Linked DNA regions of Gossypium hirsutum: region 2 is linked to region 1. The links are chromatin contacts, called in public Hi-C maps. All regions are on one chromosome and are shown on one strand. The core of a region is the stretch at or near the end of the contact, and the rest is flanking DNA. Distances in the headings are between cores, read along the strand shown. Region 1 has its middle 8.2 kb from the start of LOC121214139. Region 2 overlaps LOC107922578 (zinc finger protein SHOOT GRAVITROPISM 5).

Region 1 (7,800 bases), core at 3,707-6,206:
TAGGGGTGCCAGCGTTCCAACATTTTTCACGTAGCTAAACTACCCACAGGAAATGTAAACCATCAGATATGATTTGTATTCAACCTATTGTATTGAACCATTAACCAAAACCTTGGAAATTAATGGTTTATCAAGGTTAATGTATACTGTCATTCGAGCAAACCTCCCTCTCATTCTATTGTCAGTATTAAAATCCAACTTCGTGACTTTTCTAATCATCCATTCAATCTCTTCATGGATCTTCCGTTTGTACAAGAACCCCAAGAGTCAGGGCAAATGAAACCACGCCATTACAATGCTCGGGTAGGCCTATAATGGATTGAAGTTTATAGTCCAAGGTCCAGGGTCCTTGTGAAAACACTTTCTCAGAGTCTTCCGTGCTCTAAAATTTCGCCAGTAAATACCCATTTTCGATGTCCATTAACTGGAATGACAAGGAAGGCCTCCATAAAATGTAAATCTTATTATGAAGAGCAACATAGCCATAGTTTGCCCCAATAATTTAAAGACCACCGTGGTAGTCATGTCCTTGATCAAGATTTGATGAATCCTATCTAAGAAATTAATCGAAGGGATCCATTTGACAACCAACCTCGTAACATCACCTTCCAAAAATTGGAATCCTTCATCTTCAGCAAAACTAGTAAGAAGCTCTGACTTCCTAGATCCAACGACCCCTCTCCCCAACAACTTATCTTTCTACGAAAGTGTTGGTTCTGGAGTCAAATCCACCACCATATCAATATCTGCATCTGCATTAAAATCCTTACACCGCACATTCTTAATAGTTTTGTTTTTTAACAAGCAAAGTCCACTGCCACCATCATCACACAAATTTAATGTCGACATTTTTTTTTCAATTTTTCATAGTGTTCTTTTTAAGATTTTAGTTTTAAAAGATATTTTATTATCCTTTACGTATTCGTAAGTTACATTTTTTGGATTTCAAATTTTCATGTAAGTAATATTTTTTTTGAATATATAAATTTGATGGTGTGAGTATATATATGGATGAATTTGAAAAACGACATTGCAGGTGGTGAAACTCAAACCTAGGCCTTCAAAGTAATCTTAGTCTTTGCCAACGGTTTAAAACTAATTAATAATAACACATTAAATATGTACATTAAATAACATACAATAAATAATAACATGTATTGTTTGAAACTAATTAATAATAACACATTAAATATGTACATTATCAAAATGAAAAAATTAGATTTGTGGAGTTATGCCTTGTATTTTTTGGCTTTTTTTTATCCCAGTTAAACTCATCTTTTAGTTTCCCGCTTAAACTCTAATTAGTGTGGGTTATTTTAATATTATTTGACCTAAAAATTTATCCTATAAATATACCCTTTTTCTATCCTAGAAAAATAATCCATTACAGATTTAGGTATTAGCTTTTACAAGCTTTCTGAGATTTTTATGTTTATGTTTTGAGGGTTCTTATTTCGAGTTTTAGGGTTTAATTTTATCTCCATCTTTTGTACTCTTCACTTTTGCCGTTTTAGTGAAATTATCTTTATTCGTGATTTTTTATCCTCTTCGGAGGGATTTTTGCACTTGAAATGTTTGTGTTCGATCTTTTCAACTTCTCCATTATTTTACTTGTTTGTTGCTTAAATTGGGTTTATCCCCAACAAGATTAAATTATTTATCATGGTGTTGTCATCAATCTTGAGTTAGTATCAAGTTAACTTGTAACACCAATTCAATTAAAATGTATAAAAATATCAAAATAAAGCTTTAGCTAAGTGACAAATTAAATATTTTACTCATGCAATTTATGATGGTTCAAATTCCACAAAATGCATATTTTTATTGGTTTTTAAAAGTGAAAAGACTAAATACTCTGAATAACATTACTTATTTTAATTATGAAAGGGTATTCTCGTTACTTCCTAACTGAATTGGTGACCTGGTTAAGAGTGACACCACTTCAGTGAAGGATTTTATTAATAGTAAGTATAGATATGCAACTGATAAAGATAATAAAGTGGGCATAATAAAATTAAAATGTATAAAAAAATCAAAATAAAACTTTAGCTGAGTGGTAAATGAAATGGTTTACTAATGCAATTGGTTTAGGTTCAAATTTAAGTGAAAAGATTAAAATACCATCGAATAATATTACTTATTTTAATTACAGAAGGACATTCTTGTAATTTTAATTGAATTGGTGACTCAATTGAAGGTGACACCAACTCTAAGAGATTTTATTAATAATATAAATTTTATAGATTATTTTTTATCAGGTTAATAGAAGTTTGTAATCTAAATTTCACACGTCATAGTTGTTAAGGCAAAATCGATGGTTAGTTTGAAACATTTTCTTATTAAAAGAAATCGTAAACATAAAAAGTTTTCCCACTTGACGTTTGTTAAAATTAAAGGAAATAAAGCATACATTTGTATTTCCTTGAGCAACAATCCATGAAATTATTTTAAATTTTCTAATTTGATAAAAATATTAAAGCTAGGCTATTTCTTTTTTTTTAAAATTTCTATTCGATATCATTTTTGATGTAAAATTTTAACTGAATGTATTCATGAGTAAGTCAGTTGTCAAATCTAATTCTAAATATTGATACAACGTTATACTCTTTAATTTGTAGTAAAGTTATAAAATTAATTTTAGAATAATTAAATTAATTTAAAATAAATAAAATAAAACAATTAGTTCAAAATTAACTACTATTTAATATATATAATCATTTAAAAATATTAAAAATAAAAAATTATTTGTAAACGTTGCAAAGCGGGATATTCTTGTTTCTTTTTTCAAGGGAAGACCGAAGCTTTTATTAAAAGAAAATAAAGTAGTCCAACGCCACAATGTTTCAATACTTTATATATATTTTTAAATTCTAACAAGGTTTTGTATATTAACTCTATTGTTAAACATATTTCAATACTTTATATATTTTTTAAATTCGTGTTTAACCATTTTAAAATTTCATATAAACTTTTACATTTGTTAATTGTATTTTTAAAATAGTATTGAAATTTTTAAAATAAGTTAACAGTAATATTTTAAAAAATAATTAATGATTTAAAAAATAATTCGAGTATATCATTATAATAGTTATTTTTTATTATAAAATATTATATTATTATTTTAAACTGTTAGTTTCCATATATGTGTCTTTTTTTATTTATAAACTTACATATTTATAATTTTTTATATTTGTTAGTTTTTATATATACAGTAATTAATTTGTTAGAAATATCTAACTTACCTAAAAGTATTTGTTTCCATTTTTGGATCAATTTATTATTTTAAATAATATATATATATTTGTATTATATTTTTTAGTCACCCTATATACAATAATTAATTTGTTAGTTTCCAACATTTGTCACTTGGCAAATATCTTAATAACTTACCTAGAAGTGTTTCCATTTTTGGATCAATATATTACTTTAGATAATATATATATATGATATGGAGACACAAAATATAATTACATTATATCTTTATATAAACATAAAAATTAAAGATTTTACTATAAATACAAAAATAGTCATTAAACTATTAATTTCGTTTTATTTTGGTCACTCAATTATTAATTTTTCTGATTTAGTCACTAAATTTTTCGAAATTAAATATTTTGATCACCCTCTATTAATTGTTGTTAGATCTTTTACAGAAATTTAACGTGAAAATTTTTGAAATTTCCACGTAATTTTTTTCTAATTTTTCACATGGGTAAGTAATTTTTTTTTCTATATTTTACTTTTGGTCATCTCTTTTCAATCCAAAAAATAATAATATCGTTAATAAGCTTAGATTTTCAATTATTCGATTAGCTAATTTTGCTTTAACAATCTCTCTTCCTTTTGCGGGGCTAGGGCATTCCTATTAATTGTCTACCTACTTACGTTGTTATAATTAAGATTTACAACAACCATCATATATCTAAACCCAAAAGGAAAGTACAATAACACTACGACATTCATCCTGGTCGAATTTAGAATTGTTTTAAAGATGTACCACTATTGAGTTGTTATAGTGTATTGATTGATTTTTTTTCAGGAAACTACTCAAATGGCATCTTAGATATGAGGTTCTACTAGCAAACCTTTGTACTCACATTCAACCTTTTCCATCTCTTTTCACATCTTTAATGTAGTAGACTATTAACACTCTCATACTTATTTAATCCATCTTTCACAATATTAGAGTATTTGATCTTATCATTTCCATAAAAGCTCAAGTCTTGCAATCATAAGGTTGTGTTATATTTCTTCTAATAAGAATTATTTCGCAAGCTAACAAGTGGAGCTAATATGAAAAAAAAAAAAATGAAAACACAAGAGCACTTGTTTTTTATTCATCCTATACTAGTTATTGATTTTGTTTTACTGTTTTTAACCTTGACACCAATTTGTTTCCAAGGAGTTGGTCAAAAAAAACAAGAGAGCAACTGACTGTTTGGTAAGTTGGAAAATTAGTATATAAATACATAACCTATCAAGTTTAGATAGACAAATCATATATTTTTTTAAACGATACGTATTTAATAAAAGGGTAATTTTATATTTGGTACTTGAACTTTATCAAATATTCTAATGTAGTACATGTATTTTTACATTGTTTATCAATATGGTACCGCGGATTACCCCTGTTAATTTTTTATCTGTCAAGACATGTGGACCATTGAAACGATGACACATGTCGCATTTGTAAGAATTTTTTATTTCAAATAATGCTAACGACCTCAAATTAATTATACCAAAAAATATAATCCAAAAGAAAGGAGAAAATTTTAACATTTTTTTTTTCTTTTTTTCTCTTTTCCTCTGTTCTTCTTCCTTTTTCTTTCTCTTTTCTCTTCCATAATGAACCCTCGTCGTCATTGTTCTCCATCCGTCTCTTTTCTTAACTTGTTTTCTTCTTGTCGATCTTTCCCTCGATTTCATCAACGTCGCTTGCACTGTCTACTACAACTATTGGTTGTAATGTGCGAAAATAAAAGAGAAAATTAGAGGAGGAAGAAAAAGAGCGTCGAGAGAGAGATTTGAGAGAAGAGGAGAGAAATAGTTTTCCTAATTTTCATAACTAACCAGTCACCCCCCATTCATGATCAAATGAGAGAATAATGACCAATTACAGCCTGGCAATCTTTAATTCAGCTGCCAAAACATATCGTTTCACTAATGAACTTAGGACCTAAAATGCATCGTTTCATTGAACGTTCCTAGGCTCTAAATGCAGCGTTTAACATTACAACTTAAACAGAAATGAAAGAACAAAAATAAAATTAATGGTCATTTAAATTCATTGACCTTTGTAGACAAATGTTTCATAACAAACACCCTCCCCTCAAATGAGCTCCTTGTCCTCAAGGATCAAAAAGTGGATATTGCTGATGAAATTCACTCCAATTTTCCCAAGTTGAATCTTCTGGAAAAGCATCAACCCACTCCACCAACATTTCTATAACAATTATTTTCCCCTTTTTGACCATCCTCCCATTTAGAATCTAAATTGGTTCATTGGAAATAAAACCATCTGAATGAGTGGAATGGAGCACAGATGATGATACAGCTGAACCAACATCCTTTTTGAGTTGGGAAACATGAAATGTGGAATGTATCTTAGCAGTTGCAAGTAAAGTCAGCTTGTAAGCAACCTTTCCAACTCGAGACTTCACTAGATAGGGCCCAAAATACCTTGGGGCAAGCTTTTGATTCCTAAACTTCCTTAATGAATGTTGTTTAAATGGTTGAAACTTTACATACACTAGATCCCCTACTTGAAACTCCTAGTCTGATCTCTTCTTATCAGCCATCTGATTCATCCTTTCCTGGGCATTTTTTATATGAAACTTCAAGAAATTCCTCAAAGTTTCCCTGTGTTGAAGGCTTCTATCCACCTCAGCTACTCAAAAGACCCTTGCAAGGTAAGGTAAATGAACTGAAGGGTCCTGCCCATACAGGGCTTTATAGAGAGTCATTTTTATAGCTGACAGGTATGTGGTATTGTACCACCATTCAGTAAAAGAAGCCAAGTGGTCCAATCAAAAGGCTTCTTGCCTGATATGCACATAAAATAGCCTTGAAGACATTTGTTTAGGACTTCAATATGGCCACCTATTTGAGGGTGATAGGTCATAGATAAATGAAGTTGTGTGCCAAGATGCTTAAACAATTCTTGCCCGAAATGACTCTGAAATACCTTATCCCTATCTGAAAAAATCAATTCTTGAGCACCATGAAGCCTGTAAACTTATTGCAGGTACTCATAGACCACTGAAACAATAATAAAGGGATACGGTATAGCTATAAAATGACCATACTTGGTCAATCTATCGACTTTCACTAGGATAATACTTTTCCCTTTTGAAATTAGCAGACCCTCCACAAAATCCTTATTGATGTTTGACCAAGCCTTCTCAAGATAAGTTGCATTATCCCCCTTACACCTTTGGCAAGTGACATATTCCCTAGCTTATTTTCTTACATCCCTTAAAAGTCCTTTCTAGTAAAAAATACTAGCCAATCTATGTTTTATAGCCTAAGTACTCAAGTGTCCCCCAATGGCTCCTCTATGGAAGAGATAAAAAAGAGTCCTCTTAAGTATATTGTTGTTTCCCACCACAACCTTCCCCTTTCTCCTGAGGACTAAACCATCATAAGAATACTTAGGTTGTGATTGGGACTAGTGTTGGAGCTCTTGAAAAATCTATTTTATTTTGGAGTTTTGGTGATAAGAATCTAAAATTTGAGCTCAAATATCAGACCAAGTAAGCCGAGCATGATCTATAAATTGGAACAGCTGACCTTCGAACACACGAGGTCTTTGAGATAAAGCATTGGCCACTATGTTTTGAGTTTCTTTTCTGTAGGCAATAGAAAAATCATCACCCAGCATCTTGGCCACCCACTTTTACTAGAAAGGTGTTATGGCCTGTCTATCAGACAAAAATCTAAGACTTCAATGATCGGTTTTGATCTAGAAATGTCGACCACCAAGTAGGGGTATCATTTTTTAACTTCCAAGATCACTACCATAATCTTCTTATCATAAATAAACAATGTTTGATGTCTAACACCTAGTGCCTTACTAAAATATGCTATAGGTTTGCCCTTCTATTGTAGTACTGCCTCAACTGCTTGTCCACAAGCATCGGTCTCTACACAGAATTCTTCCTAAAAATTAGGCAAAACCAACACTAGTGCTCTACAGATAGCTTCCTTGAGTCACTAAAAAGAAGATTGAGTAGATTTATTCTAAAGCCAAGGGGATCCTTTCTTCAGAAGTGTTGTGAGAGGAGAGGTTATGACTCCATACCCATTGATGAACCTTCTATAGTAGCCTGATAGTCCTAAACCCCCCCTTAAATCCTTCACAGACTAAGGTGTTGGCCAAGTAGCTACCCCTTCTACCTTAGTTATGTCCATACTAACAGTCCCTGCAAAAATATATGGCCTAAATATTCCACTTGTGTGGTGCCAAAACTACACTTAGACTTCTTAGCATACAACTGATTAGCTCTCAGCAAGTTCAAAACCTCTCTTAAGTATTTTAGGTGCTCCTGTCAATTCTTAGAATATATCAGTATATCATTGAAGAAGACTAACATTGACCTTCTGAGAAGCTTCTTAAAGACTTGGTTCATCAAAGACTGGAAACTGGAAGGAGCATTGGTTAGGCCAAAACGCATGACCATGAATTCATAATGCCCTTCATGTGCCTTGAAGGTAGTTTTATGAATATCTTTTTCCTACATTCGAAAATGATGGTAGCCTGACCTCAGAAAAAGCTTGGAGAAAAAATTAGCCTCCCCAACT
Region 2 (7,800 bases), core at 1,393-3,892, 250 kb after region 1:
AATCCAAGATTGATTTCCTCTTCCCTATTCCCCATAACATGTTTTTGTTTGTTTACTTAATTAAAACCCAATTACACGCAAAATAGTCGTTTACAGACACTAGAATTCAGACCCCAGTTCATTTTTTAATTAGTATTTTAATACAGGAAACCTAGTCTCATAATCCGACCTATAGTTAACTAAAGTCAATTTTATATTGCTTTGTTCCTCGTTAACCCTACATGAAGAGGACTTGGTTGCTTCCTTGACTTAGTCTGTATAATCCAAACTTGATTATTTAAAAATGGAACAGTCCAAATTCTCATCTAATCTGTGTCGTTTCAGGGTGGAGAGTTTCATTGAACACCAAGATGCTTGCACCATTCGACGAGTTCAACCTGAGTTGCAGGCGCAGCTGCAACCTGCAGCAGCCTGCTCCTCTCGAACGGCTTCAAGCACTAGTCCTTCAAGCGATGCCAACTTTAGCATCGCCCCATTGCATGGATTGCCGATAACAAAATCAACGGAGCCTGTTTTCTTGTACAAGCGTGTGTCTGGTTCAGACCATCAGCGCCAACAACTGCAACACAATCTTGAACTTCAACTTCTACCTTCATCAACCGCTAACTCGAGGGATTCAGATGAGGAGTACGCTACACATTTGAAGCTATCGATAGGGTCCAACGACGGTGGTGAAAAGAATGCAAGTGAAACGACATTGGAAGCTACTAGGTTGAAAGAGTTCGCAAGTGGGCAGCTAAAGTTGGCCATGGCCGAGAAGGCCTACGCCGAAAAGGCTAGACAAGAAGCTAAGAGGCAGATCGAGATGGCTGAGCTTGAGTTCGCTAGTGCAAAGAGGATAAGGCAACAAGCGCAAGGTGAACTGGAGAAAGCTCAAGCCTTGAAAGATCAAGCCACAAAGAAGATAAGTGCTACAATCATGCAGATCACTTGTCAAACTTGCAAGCATCAGTTCCAAACATCAACAGCTGCTGGTCCAGATGATGAGACCTCACTTGCTATGAGTTACATGTCTTCGGCCACAACAGAAGGGGAAGGAGAGTGACGGCAAGTTGATCATGCAATGATAAATGATCAACCCCCATTAGCCCTTAAATCTCTTTGTTCTTTGATCTGCATGTTGAGTTTTTCTTTGCTTTGTCAACTAGTTTTTCTTCACTTATTCTAACCACTATCGTGGATTTGATATAAGAAAAAGAAGAAGAAAATGGTCGTTTTAAGCAGTTCTTGAATCGATTTACTATATCTTCATTTGTTTAATAGAAAAAAAAGGGGGGGGGTAGACATTGCAATTTAATTAAATGCAGTGTGACGTACAGTATCTATATAAGATATATGAACAAATGGTCATGCCTTGAGATTTTCTCAACCGCTTATTGCACTGCTACACCTGCAGGTATGCCATGTGAATGTTTTAAACATCAGGGCACATTTTTATCGTCCGCTTGACTTCAAATATGCTGAATCCCATCATAAAGCTTGGAGAGTAACCAATCATTTCAGATTATTCTTCTAGCCACTAGCCTAAGCCTTATATATACTTGTGTGTGTGTGTGTGTGTGTGAAACTTATTGAATAATCCTAGATTAGGCACTGACATATATGTTTTGTTACAATATATTTCGAGATATACAAGTTCTGACTATATTTAAAGTTGAACCGGATTAGACCATAAATTGAGAATAGAACTCTCTATGATGGGTTTTCCTACTAAAGTAAGATAAAAAGGAAAAAGAAAAACAGGCTGAGGCTCACAAAATTTGTAAGTTGTATTTTTGCTCAGCAGCTCACGATGGGTTTTCGTTATACTTGGACCAAAATGTGTAAAGTTTATAATAAAAACAAAACATTGAAAAAAAAATTAAGGATAACAACAAAACAAAGGGTGTTGGATTTATCTTTCCCCTAATACTATAGCCGGTTGATGCGGCTTTTCCCTTTATAAATTTTTCTTTTTGTTTTTGTCGGAAGCATTAAAATAATGGGAAGAAAAAGAAGAAGAGTTCAAAACATAATGCTTGGATTGCTTGTTAGATTTTAGGCAAATTTAAATTTCAAAGGGTCTGTATGTAAATGTAAGCCAAGCTTATGTTTATTTTTTGTCTTCTTAATGAAAATATAAATGAATGAACGACACATAGAATATGAAAATCCTCTCTTTGGGGTATTGGAGTTTTTACACATATTGGGGACCATTTTAGCTAGAAAATAGGAAGGAACCATTCAAAGATGGTGACCCATAGATTCAACCCCAAATTGAATGTTGTAAAAGAAAAGAAAGGAAGAGAGAGGAGGGAGGGTGGGAAAGGAATGTCATTTTCATTGCATTTGTGTCCTTTTAAATGCTTATAAAAACACCATGTTTTTCAGTGCCACAGTTGAAATGGTTATAGACAGGCAATGGTCCTTCTCAAACATAAACAACACATCCAATTCACTTAAAGAACACACTCTCTCTCACACTTTATCAGATTCAGCAGCAGCTATGGCAGAGCAGAGGGACACACTGCCCTTTCCCATTAAATTTTGTTTTTCATTTGAGCCAAAAATTAAATGAATAGCAGTTGTAGCAAAAGAACTACTTTCCTCTACCACCATATTTGCGCCCTTCAATCCTTCAACTATATGGTTCAATCCTTCAACACCATATATATATGTAGCACTAGCTGTGCCTGTGTAGGGTATTTTAGTTCAGCCAAAGGCAAAGGTGAAGCAGCCCAGAAGGGTTTCCATTATTTATTTTATTTTATGTTTTCTGGGTTCTTTATTTATTATTTATTTATAAATGAAGGGGTTAAGGCTTAGATCTTGGGTTTGGGACCACGGGCAGCTCTTTCCCCACCTTTTAACGCAGTTTCCCTTTTCCTTTTTTGTTCATCGGATAGCTATGAATGGCACTTACGTTATTTTCACTTGCTTTGGGGGATGATTTTAAACAAACAGCTCATGCACTTACTAATGTACCCAAAATAAAATTTAAAAAAATATATATATAGAAAGGAATTAAAAAAAGTAACTTTTAACTCTATGGCAGTTAAAAGAGGGATGAAATTGAAATGGAGAGGAAGGGAGGTTAAACATTAAGAAAGATCAGGTGGAGTCGCACATTTAGTTCAACAAATTGGAAAGAAATAAAAGCAGTGCCCTTCGCCACCCAAAATAAAATAAAAACAGATACTTTTAATTATTATTTTATATAAATATAGTTGTATTGTTGAGAAAAGTTGGTTTGTCTCCTCCTTGTCTTAATCTTATTTGATAGCACTTTTAGAATAACTTATATTTCATAGCTCTTACTTTGATTCAATTAAAGAAAAGTTATATCATGTAATTTTTATTTGGTTTGATTTAAAAGAATATAAAACAATAAAAGACCTTCGTTGAATCAAATAACTTTAGAAATGCGTAGTAATCTTTCAACCATTTCAATCCTCTATAATACAGTTTCCTGTAATGCAAATTTTGTTATGATCTAAATGAGCCAAAATAAAATAAAAAGAAAATCAATGAGTGGGATGGGAGAAGGAACTAATACATTTTTGTTAGGATACTAAATTAACCACAACAAACACATAGTTTTGGTTTAGTCAAAACTTCAAAAATTTAAGGAAAAGAGAAACAAATTATCAATAAAAGAAAAAAAAGATATTTCATAATCTTCATATTAAAAAAAAAAGAAAAGAAAGGAGAAATACATAATAATATCTGTTTTTTTAATGAAAAATATGAAAAAAATAAATAAATGTATCACTTACTTTTCCCATCATCCTTCCTTCATTTTTTATTAGGAATATAAACAAAATGCTTAATTCACGGTTTAACTCTAAAAATATATTTATTTTTTCACTTTGGTATATCTCAATTTGGTACTCAAAATACCAATTTTCTCTATCTTTTGTCCATTTTGTAATGGTCATTAAACAAAATCGATTAAGCAACTTTGGTCAATGGAAAAATGTCACATAGCAATTAACTTTACTTAAAATAAAAAAAATTTAAATAAAAAATTTATAATATTTTTTTGTACAAAGAAAATTATAATATTAAACATTTATAGTATATATTTTAAAAAGTTTACAATTTTTTTTATAAAATTCTAAAATATATAATTATAAATTGTAAAAATTTAAAATAATAAATTAAAATTAAAAATGTTATAAAAATTGGAATTAAAATATATATTAACTTTTATAATAATTTTTATATATTATTTTGACTTTTTAAAATTTATAATTCTATATTTTAAAATTTTATAAAAAAACTATTTTTAATTTTTTTAAAATTATATTTATTATATACAATTTTTTATATTTTTAATTAATATTAAAAAATAAAAGGGGGCACTTGACGTGTTCTAATAGCACCACGTAGTCAATCAACGTCGTTCAATGATCAATCAACGTCGGGTCAACGATCAGTCAACGTCGTTCAACACTTGATCAAAGTCAAAAGTGTTTTTAATATTTAAATATTTAGTATAATAATTTTTTATTTTTAATTTAAATTCAATGTTTTCATTTTAAATAAACCTAATTGCTACGTGGCTCTTTTCCATTAGGCAAAGTTGCCTAATGGATTTTTTTAATGGTCGTTACAAAATGGACCAAAAATAGAGAAAATCGATAATTTAGGTACCAAATTTGAGAAAAAAAAGTTTAGGTGCCAAAGTGAGCAATTGAGTATACTTTAGGGGCCAAATCGTGATTTAAGCCCATAGAAAATGATAATATGTTGAAAAAAGTAAAAGTACTATGGGAGGTATTGTACTAGGAGTTAGATTGCATTTTACCTTTTTTACTAAAAAAATGGACAAATTAATCATTATACGTTAAATTAAAAAGCAAATTGGTCATTCTATTAAAAACTCTATCAATTTCTACTAGTAAAAATGGGTCCCTATATGTCAACATGAGATACACGTGGCACATCACATGTTACTATATGGTTGATCTGTCAGCCACACTAGTTTTTAACAGTAAACATTTGTGATGTTTTTAATAGAAATGACCAATTTACTTTTTAATTTAACTTATAATGACTAATATATAATTTTTTATTAAAAAAACTAAAATGTAATTTACCTCCTAATACTTGTTTATTGTATGATACTTTTATGTTGAAAAAGTTTAAAAAGTTATCACATATTTCTAAGGCTTTTATCCAACAATTCATACAATTTGTATCAATAATTATCTCCTTCAATTTTTATAATAAATGTATTCACAACTTACGGGAGGATGAGATATCATCCTCTCTTAGATTGCAATGAGAAATTAAAATTAAAATAATTAAATTTCTATTCACCTTACTAACAAGTGAAGGTAGATTTTTTAAAAAAAAATTAAGTTATATATATTTACGAGAGTTAAAATAGAATTTTGTTAATGTATTAGTATATAATTTTATAGTTTTTATAATGTCTAAATTATAATTTTATCATATATTAATTTATAATTTGATAAATCACCCCTATTTATATGCTAATAATAAGTAAAAATTCCTATACGATAATATTATAAATTCTCTTAGATTTGGAAGGTAAATTATAAATTAAATTGCCTAAACTTAAGAAAACCTCGCAAAAATGTGGGCTTTATTTGATCCAAAGCTCCAAGTTTGGGCCTAACACTTAAGGGCCTTTTAACATTGGACATAACCATACAGATTGAATTCCATGCTAATATACTAGAATAGGGCTCGTTTTAGAAGAATAGTGTTTCCCTTTTGAAGATCGAATAGTGTATTTTCTTTATAAAAAAATAAACGGTTACTTTTTTTTATAAGAAATGATTGGCTTTTAACTTATATTTTAATTTTTTTAATAGAAATATTAATAAAAATTTTGATAATTATTTGATGCATAAATTTTTTAATTCCATAAGTAGAATTATAAAACTCACAAATATAATATATAAAAAATAAAATATATATATAAATCAAAGATGTGACAGTATTTTAATATAGCTTGTGAAGTTAAATAAAATCAACCACATATGTATCAAATAAAATAACGTACTTGTTTTTTTTTTGTATTTATTGTTAATTTGAGTAGGCTGGCCCAAAGAATTGGCTCTATTGAGGCCCGAATTTAGCCCATTTTAGCCTATAGGTGGGCTTATATATGAATGGCATTTAACGCAAAATCTTTAACCTTTTAAATAATATAAGGTTCAAAATTTCATAGAGTTTTAGATTCTTTATTTTCAAATTTCATAATTTGATTCTACGGTTAATATTATTAAAAATTATTTTATTAAATTTAAGTTCATTACAACTATATATTTTTAGTTATATTGTTACCAAATAAATATTTTTTTATTCCAAAATGTTACATAAAAAATTTAATTGCGTTAACAATTAAATCTAAATTTTGAAATCTAAAAAATATAAAAAATAAAATTTTTAAAATAAAAATATATGAATTAAATTTGAAATTTGTGAAGTGAATAGCATACTTTACCCAAGAAATAAAAAGAGATTTTCCATCTCCCAAAATGAACGTAATAAGATAAATAGGATTTGGCGCAAATAAACTAAGGTTAATCCACTGTTACCTGAAGTAAAACTCGTGAATTGAATTTCTTTCGGCTTGATTTAATACTCGAATGACGTTATATAAAACTTAACCGAAAGCCCCTATATTACTTAAATTAATAAATGTTGGTTTACTATAAAAAAAAAAAACAAACACACAAACTTTAGTTTGTATCTACCTATTGTACTTATATATTTGTGTAATTTAGTTTGAATCTGTATGAAGTTAACTTGTGAATTAATTGAATTTTGTATAAGTAGAATAAACTTTGTCTATATTCATGTGGGAATACCCGAGATTCGAATCCGACAAATTGGATTGGGTTGAGGGTGTTACAAGAACATTTAGGTTAGAAAGAGAACCAAAATGTAAAGTAGAAAGTAAAGTCATCTCGAATGTCTTCTTCCTTACTAGATATAAACTCCTTGCCCCCCCTACTATTGACTTTGACAGGTGACGATGCTTACCTAATCCAAATCTCTTAATATCCCACAAAAATCCAGCGGAAGGTAAAAAGAATCCGACGAAGATCTTTGTTATTGCTTGACCAGTCATGGAGATGGTCTAATCAATTCAATTGACTCCCAACTAATCTCGTTATGAAAACCAACTAGAATAGTGCTCGTGTAGACCTGTCGTACTATACCTTGACAATGGCTCACATATGGCATGGTCCTAAAGACAATTAAGTCTCCTACAGCTTCCTTAGACATTTGATAGGCTCTTCGTGTTCAGCCAATACTCTAAGGCGTACTCTTTCTTGGGCGTAATCTTTCTTTGTTTGAAGATACCCTACAATTAAATCCTTAGATACCACTAACGGGTGGATGCTTTAACGTTAGTATGCACCAATACTCTAACTCACTAGCAGATCAGTAGGGTGGCGGATTATACTATCATAGTGACAACATTTTACATACATACCTTACTCACCTTTTTGGATTCGCAACTTTTGGGGTGTGACATTTAAGGTCCACTAATATTATCTATTTATAAGGAGAGATACAAGAATCCTGGTTGAACAAGCCCTTGTAAAATAATATTATTTACTAGGGTGTGTCAACCTTCTCTTCTTTATGAGGGGAAGTTGAGCCTCTCATGTATTAGATCCAATTATATATGCTTATTAGACTTTTGACCCGACAGTTTATAATTTAATCCAACTAAATACTTGTTTTATATTTCTCAAAATAAATATTACTTAACTAATTTAATTAATTAAATAATTTTTTCAACCTAATTCTATTTCTGTGAAAGTCATGACA

The links. Hi-C and Micro-C count contacts between places; a contact is called where the count stands out from the background.
Region 2: a contact with region 1 is called in a Hi-C map of fibers, with 4 times the contacts expected there. The contact joins two enhancer-like sites. A contact is called at or near these places in 6 of 34 Hi-C or Micro-C datasets (fibers and leaf).

What each region holds. Positions count from the first base shown.
Region 1 is chrD01:42,052,390-42,060,189 of Gossypium_hirsutum_v2.1, forward strand. No RefSeq gene overlaps it. Among protein-coding and RNA genes, the nearest start is that of LOC121214139, 8.2 kb to the left of the region's middle. Within about 2 kb of position 4,957, at least 4 of the 9 cell types and tissues checked have an H3K27ac peak or open chromatin away from gene starts, as enhancers often do. A contact at or near this core is called in fibers, where this site is marked.
Region 2 is chrD01:42,303,214-42,311,013 of Gossypium_hirsutum_v2.1, forward strand. It overlaps LOC107922578 (zinc finger protein SHOOT GRAVITROPISM 5), which reads left to right. Exons shown (of 3, transcript XM_016852668.2): 3 at 325-1,232. The coding sequence ends at 1,045. Among protein-coding and RNA genes, the nearest start is that of LOC107922578, 4.9 kb to the left of the region's middle. Within about 2 kb of position 2,643, at least 6 of the 9 cell types and tissues checked have an H3K27ac peak or open chromatin away from gene starts, as enhancers often do. A contact at or near this core is called in fibers, where this site is marked.